Linked DNA regions of Gossypium hirsutum: region 2 is linked to region 1. A link is a contact called in public Hi-C data. All regions are on one chromosome and are shown on one strand. Each heading gives the region's core, a stretch centred on a gene start, on an enhancer-like site or on the middle of the called end of the contact. The rest is flanking DNA. Distances are from core to core; before and after follow the strand shown.

Region 1 (3,648 bases), core at 529-3,028:
ATAAACACTAAACATAAATAATTTATAAATAATAATTAATAACAAAAAAATCACAATATCTTAATTAAACTCTTTAAATTATAAACAAAATTATTTACTAAAATAATGCATTACCTTCTTTCTTTCTTTCTTTCTTCTTCTTCTCCTTTCTCTCTTTTCTTTCTCTTTTCCAGTTGATACATGGGGTTTGGGGGACCATACTTATAAGGTCCCCTATTTGTAATTTTTTCCCATTGAAGGGACAATAGCCTGCTGGAAGGGACAACACCATGGTGGAAGGGACAGAGGCAATAGCATGGGCATTGGCGCCTACTTGTCAGGAGCAATTAGTGGCGCCTATCTGACAGGCGCGACCCGTTGACCCATTTTTTACCTGTATTTTGTCCCGTTGACCGTATTTTTACCTATTTTTTATATTTAAATATTTTTAATAAAAATAAAAAAAATAATATTTTATTTAAATCAAAAAAGAAAAAAATAATATAAAAAATTGATTGGCACCTGTCAGATAAGCACCATTTAAAAAACATACCATTTCAGTAATTAATCTATTTGACAACATATTTCGATATTTAATTTTTTAATATATTCCAGTAAAAAACCTAAATAGATTAAATTGAGAATTAACAATCTGACCAATTTAACTACCTACCCGATTCTAAAAATATTGACTAAAACCATGTGGTGACTAAAAATACAGGCACACTAAAAAGTAAAACCATTAATGACTAAACCATTAAATTTATGCATCATACAAAGCAAGAAACTAAGGGGCGGAGGAGAGAGAGTAAATATCTTGTCAAATACAAAGCATTTGAAAAAAAAATCACATTTTTTAAAAATCAGAATATTATTTACTTAGGATTGGGTTTATATTTATGATACTTTTATTATTTTTGTTTTCATTTTTTTTCTAAGTTTTCGTTAATTTTAGTTGAGTTTTTGCTTATATTTTTAAATCTGAATTGATGGTTCAACCAATTTAGTCATTGATTCGCATCAACATTAACCAATTAAAAAATTACATAAATTTAGGAGGTTTGTTTGTCATGTTTAGGTGACTTGAGAATTTGAACTATGCTTGTGTCGATTCTGTCTATAAGAGGTAGTATCATGGTATATGAGCTTTGTTGTGAGGCCTTGGAGATTTTTTACAAAGAAAAACTATGTCATTTTTTTGAAATTGTTGGAAGGGTGATGGTTTTGCAGAATCCTTTACATGGGAGGGTTGGTTTGATTGTGAATGTTCTTGGATGTTTACGTGAGTTGTAACAAATGTCTTTTCAAATTCATTGGTGAAGGCTGCCAATAATGTTTATGGCTTGGTTTAATTTCGAAATGTTGCGATCTTTCCTTTTGATTTGTGTAGGGCTTAGCTACAATCTTGTCATATGGTTTTCATTTCATTTGGGTGTCATTTTATACTCTTATGATTTCTTGATTCCAGTGTTTTTTGTTAGGTGAGGTTTTATGCGATTTTAGGAGCTTGTTGGTTTTGTCCTATTAGATGGGAAAATTGGAGAAAAGGGGAGTATTGAGACGTATTTTGCAATTATTGTACAACTGAAAATTCTTTATACTCTTCCTGATTATCTTGATTCTTGTTTTTTTTATCAAATGGATGTTGAAGAAGATCTTTTGAATTTTGCTAATATGCCTTGATTAAATTGATTGGTTGTTGTTATTGTTTGAGAGTTCATGCAAATAAGGAGAGTAGAGTACGACCTTTAGTTTATTTTTTTGTCTAAAAGTCAAAGGGGGAGGGGATTGTTAGGATGACAACTATCCAGCAATGTTTGTCCAGTGACCTGGTTGGTCATGGATTTGGTCAGTCATAATTTAATATATAGCCTGAGTATTTTTATGTGTTGCCCTTTTTGATATAGGCCTTACTTTTAAAACAAATGGGCCTTATGAAATACATTATTCCTGCTCTCAAAAAATGAAATTATTAAGAGTAGTATGTGAAGAGTTTGAAGTAGAATTCGACTTGCATTAAAGGGAGAAAACTTTTAAGACGTAGTCAATGGCTATTTTCAAGGAAGGATTTTTTGATTACCTTAAGACTCTATTGATTGATTATGAAGCACAAAGGAAGTTAAATTTATCTAGATTTCTCGACATTTATTGTTATTGCATAGGATGCCTATAAATAGGTAGTACTTTGTACATTTGTGGTATTATTTTTTATTGTGTTGAGAGTTGCGAATTGCTATTTTGGCTAATTGTTCTATTTGTTTCCGCATTCATTTTGTTAGAATTAAGTGACCCGAATCCTTATTTAAATAAAATACAGTGGTAAAATAAAATAAAAGTAAAATCCCTATAGAACTACACTTCTTTTATTTTATTTTAGAATAAGGTTTTTTAAGCCTTATTAAACTCCATCTATTTCATATTGATTAGAATAAGGTGTTTCAATCTTACTACACTCCTATTAGAATATGATTTTACAAGCTTATAAATAGACATAGTCTACTCCTCTTGTAATTATTCTAATTTGACATAGTGAATTATTTTCTCCTTTGCCCGTGATTTTTTGCCCGAAAGGGTTTCCACGTAAAATCTGTTTATTCTTTATTTTTCTCTCTCTTTTTTCTTTGCTATAAATTGTCATTACCAACGTTCTATTTTTTTACAAATTGGTATCAGAGCTTCTGGGTTGTTCATCTCAATCACGGTAATGGCGTCTTTGAAGTATGAAATTTTACTGTTGGATCGCAACACCAGATTCGCGTTGTGGTAGATAAAGATGTAGGCAGTTCTTGCACAGATAGACTTTGAAGAAGCCCTATTAGGGGTAGATAAGATGCCTTTAACATTGACAGAGGAAGAGAAGAAGTGCAAGGATCAAAAGGTGTTAACACAATTACATCTGCATTTGTCTAACGAAATTTTGCAGGATGTGATGAATGAGAAGACTGCTGCTGGATTATGGAAGAGGTTGAAACAAATATGTATGTCGAAAAATCTAACTAGCAAGCTGCATATGAAACAACGCCTTTATGCTCATCGTTTGGAGGAAGGTGCATTTGTGCACGAACACTTAACAGTGTTTAAAAAAATTCTCTCAAACTTGGAGGCCATGGAGGTTTAGTATAATAAGGAAGATCTAGGGTTGATTCTACTTTGTTCGTTGCCCCCGTCTTTTTCAACCTTTAGAGATAAGATTTTATATAGCCGCGAGTCTTTCACGGTTGATGAGGTTTATGATTCTTCAGCCTCGTATGATAAGATGAAACATCTTATGGTTAAAACCAACTCTCAGAGAGAGGGTCTCATTGTTCGTGGAAGACAATATCAGAATGCTGATGATGATCGTGGAAGGATACAGGAATGGAATCCTTGCAGTAAATCTCAAGGTAGATCAAAGTCTTCAAACAGAGGTAAAACTTGTAACTTCTACAAGAAGAAAGGGCACATTAAATCTGAGTGTTATAAGATACAGAACAAAATCAAAAGGGAGGCTACGAATCAAAATGGAAAACAACCAGAAAATTATGGTAAAGCTGATGTTGTAGAAGACTACAGCGATCATGAACTTCTAGTCACTTCTATCAACAATTCTAAAGCAAGCGAAGAGTGGATCCTTGATTCGGGCTATACCTTCCACACGAGTCCCAATCAAGATTGGTTTACAACTTACAA
Region 2 (3,648 bases), core at 729-3,228, 67 kb before region 1:
TCTGTATTTGACTGTCTGTTAGACTTTTACCTACTTGAGATACTTAAACTGGGAATAAAATAGATTTCACTGCCTGTAAAATTTTCGAAGCTCTACGACCATTGGTTCCATTCAGTTCTAGATGTTGCAACTCGAAGCAAAAACTTCAATGCTTTTGACTGCTACACCACAATTTTGGGGACTTGTCTACATGTTCATTTTTTGCTTTTGTGATTTCAGCCTGTTTTTGCTGAAATTTTATTTGCTTTCGTGGACTTGAACTATGATCACAAGCATTGCTGGAAATATGATGTTGTATAGCATGTTTCTGGGAAATTAAGTTTGGTCTAGTCGTTCCTTGTTTGTACTTGGATGTCGAGTTTCACTAACGTAAGTCTTGAACCAGGGTATTCTGCAGTTAATGTAACACCCTAGTGGATTAAACCTGTTTCTGTGTCTGAAAAGTGAACTAAGTCATCCATGTTTCAATTCAATATGGATAGCAAATTTAAAGGCATAGTTTGGGTTGGTAACATTTATCAGAGGTTTGAAGCTTTGTGCTTGGAGATGGATGATATGGTCTGCCAGGTATTGTTTACCATTCATCCTTTTACTCTTGTAAAGCTAGAATATGAACACTTTTACTGCTTCTATATGCGTAAATGAAGTTCGGTATTGGCACCTTTATTTTCTGTATCTTAATGAAATTTTCCAATGCTTCTAATATCTCATAATTTTGATGTTAGGAAACATTCCAATACGTTGAAGACCAGTTGCAGACTGTGGGAGCTAATGTTAGGCAATTCTGTACAGAACTAATGCAAGAAGTGCTCCCTTCATCTCCTACCAATTCGAAGGAAGAACTTAACTTGTCTCTATTGCAAAATGCTGCTGTCACAGCCAATAAAGATTCAAACATAAATGTTAATAAAGATTGCATTCAGAAAGAACTGATCCATGTCAAATATATTAAAAATATACATTTAGGTTCATCTTCAGGGCAAAGCACAGAGAATGAGCGTGGCTTGGCTCAAGCATGCAAGAATGAAGCTCATGACACTGATTCTACTCTAGATGACGCCTTATTAGAATCAAAGGGTAGGTATTCATTCTGTTGGTATGATATATACATCTATCCTTATTTTTTTTGTCTTTCTAAAATGGTCTCCGCATTAGATTAAAATAACCAGTTGCATTCGGTTGTGGAATCAAAGGATTAGTTAAAGTAATGAGATTAAGTGATTTTGTTGCAGCTGTTCTGAAATTGGAACTAGAAACTGTTCCAGCTCCTGTTCCATCGCTTAATAAGGTGAAGCTTGAAGAAAGCTGGATTCTGGTGGACAGCAGTGAGCTTCATTCTCTTTCTAATGAATTACAAGAACGCCGATCATTCAAGGTAGGATACTCTCACCCTCCATCGTATATTTTGGTAAAAATTCAGGCGCCTCACGGATGTTTAGCTTGACATGAACAACCTCTTTCAGGAATGCTTAGTTGTTGTTTTGTGGGACAGGAGAAGTTTCAGGAGGCTTTTTCTTTGAAGTCAAGGTTATGGAAGCCTGATGATGAGCAGCATCGAAACAGTGTTGAGCAATCCAGTGAAAGCAACAAATCTGAGTCACAAGAAATGGGATTTTCCGAATCGGATTGGGAGATTATTTAAATAAAGTTAAAATGGATTTTAGAATAAGACAGGACATTTACATGGTTTGAAAAAATGGAGAGAACTAGGCAGTCTAGTAGGCATGATTTGATGGAGAGTTGTTGTCTAAATTGCAGTGTTTCCTTGTATTAATCAGATAACATTAGTATTAATTTCATCTTTTAATTACAAACAAAGCATTAATTAACGTGCAAAAACTCATTGGTTGTCTCCTGTTCTAATCGCGTATCCACCAAATTCCATGAACGGTCCGCAAAAGCTCGAAGGATTATATAATAAAAAATATATAATTTTTAAGTTTTATACTCCTTTTTTGTTCACAAAAAATAGGAAATAAAATAAAATATAAAAGGTGAAAAGTTATTTACAGAAAAGGGAAAATATTGGAAATAGCGGGAATATGGCGGACACTTACAGTTTGATAGGAGGCTTTTACTCTAAACCCTCTCCCCCTCTGCCTTCTTTTTTTCTCAAAACCCCAAAATTACCCCTCCATTTTCCATCTAAATCCATGGCTGCCCACTTTCATTGCTCCTCTAACCCTCGACCTTCCCAGCCCTCCTTACTCGTTTTCTCAGGTACTCTTTTCTCCTCGCTTTGATTGATAAATATTTCAAATTTGATTAAAAAGTCCTAACGTGGATTCGTTTATGGTGGTTCTAGGTGGGACGGCATTTAATGGCGTTGTAGAAGAGCTTAAGAAGTTAACAGTTCGCGTTGCCCATGTTCTTCCTGTTTCTGATGATGGAGGAAGTACTGCCGAGATTGTTCGAGTTCTCGGTAAATATTTTACGCATTTCTAACGCGAAATCTGATATCATTAGTTTGTCAATTATCAGAAGACAACTCTCAGTTGACATAGGAAACTTTAGTTGTTGAAGTTAAGTCTTGAAATAAACGAAAGAATTTTGCCTGCACTTGAATTGTTTAATCAGATGGCCTTTATTTTTATTAGATTGTGTCTTGGTTCTTATAATGATTTGGAAATTTCCTTTGATGTGAGATAAAATAATGTCGCTGAGTTGATAATGTTTAGGTGGTCCTGCTGTTGGGGACATAAGGTCAAGATGTTTGAGATTGGCTGATGAAAGCACTTCCGAGGCTCTGGCTGTCCGAAGATTGCTTGGTCATCGTTTGCCTATAAATCCACAGCAAGCCAAGTCGGAATGGTAGTGTTTTCCCCTGATAATTTTACTGTAACACTTTCATTTCAGCACATTTGATTAAGTCATTTAGATGGTCTTTTCTCTCTTGTTCAGCTAGTTTTGGTTACTTGATTGCTGCAATTCTTTTTCGTTCATGCTATTTTCAACTCCATTTTGTTGATTTTTTTTTCTACTCTTGTACACGGGCATCCATACATAAATAAATGCACTTATAAAGAGGCACTTGCATGCAAAGCTGCTTAAGAGTCACAGGATGATTCCAATAGAACATTACTTTTAAACTTCATTCTAAACCTACATATGGAAATTTCAGTACAAAATTGACAATTCTGTTTCTAGATTTATCTTATCCGGATTTCTTATGACTTACAAATATATAGGTTCCTTAGTGTTAGAATTAACTGTCAATTATCCACTCTTAACTCCTATTGTTTTGGATGTTTGCTTTCTGAAATTTTCCATTTACTTTCTAGGTGGTAAATATGGTGGGAGTATTAAGTAACAGTGTGCTGAGTTGAGAATTTGACAGGTATAAAATTTTGGAAGGAGAACATTCACTATGGGAAGGTGTATCAAAACCATACAGGGAAACTATTCGAGCATTTCTGGCTTACTTTCAGAATGAGGTTGGGTTATGTTGTATATTGTTCAATATCTGATTTCATACCATTTTTTCTATTCTTCCTTCTATCAAACAGAAATGCTTTTTTTGCTGTCTTTGCCAGATACAAGGGACATTTCTCTATCAAATAGTACTTAACTGATAATCACATTTTATGTGTCCTGTAATATGCTCCTAATCCAATTTTTATCACACAATGGTTGGAATGGAAATTAATA

Evidence for each region. A called contact is a pair of places that touch in the nucleus more often than the background predicts.
Region 2: a Hi-C map of leaf shows a contact between it and region 1, with 3 times the contacts expected there. The contact joins the promoter of LOC107900647 here to the enhancer-like site in region 1. A contact is called at or near these places in 8 of 34 Hi-C or Micro-C datasets (anther, hypocotyl, leaf and 1 more).

The regions. Positions count from the first base shown.
Region 1 is chrD06:48,468,536-48,472,183 of Gossypium_hirsutum_v2.1, reverse strand. No RefSeq gene overlaps it. Among protein-coding and RNA genes, the nearest start is that of LOC107900651, 21 kb to the left of the region's middle. Within about 2 kb of position 1,778, at least 2 of the 9 cell types and tissues checked have an H3K27ac peak or open chromatin away from gene starts, as enhancers often do. A contact at or near this core is called in leaf, where this site is marked.
Region 2 is chrD06:48,535,768-48,539,415 of Gossypium_hirsutum_v2.1, reverse strand. LOC107900647 reads left to right here and starts at 1,978. Exons shown (of 12, transcript XM_016826318.2): 1 at 1,978-2,220; 2 at 2,306-2,422; 3 at 2,679-2,811; 4 at 3,338-3,434. The coding sequence starts at 2,043. LOC107900649 reads left to right here. Exons shown (of 4, transcript XM_016826320.2): 1 at 1-567; 2 at 726-1,077; 3 at 1,233-1,375; 4 at 1,493-1,839. The coding sequence starts at 460. The coding sequence ends at 1,642.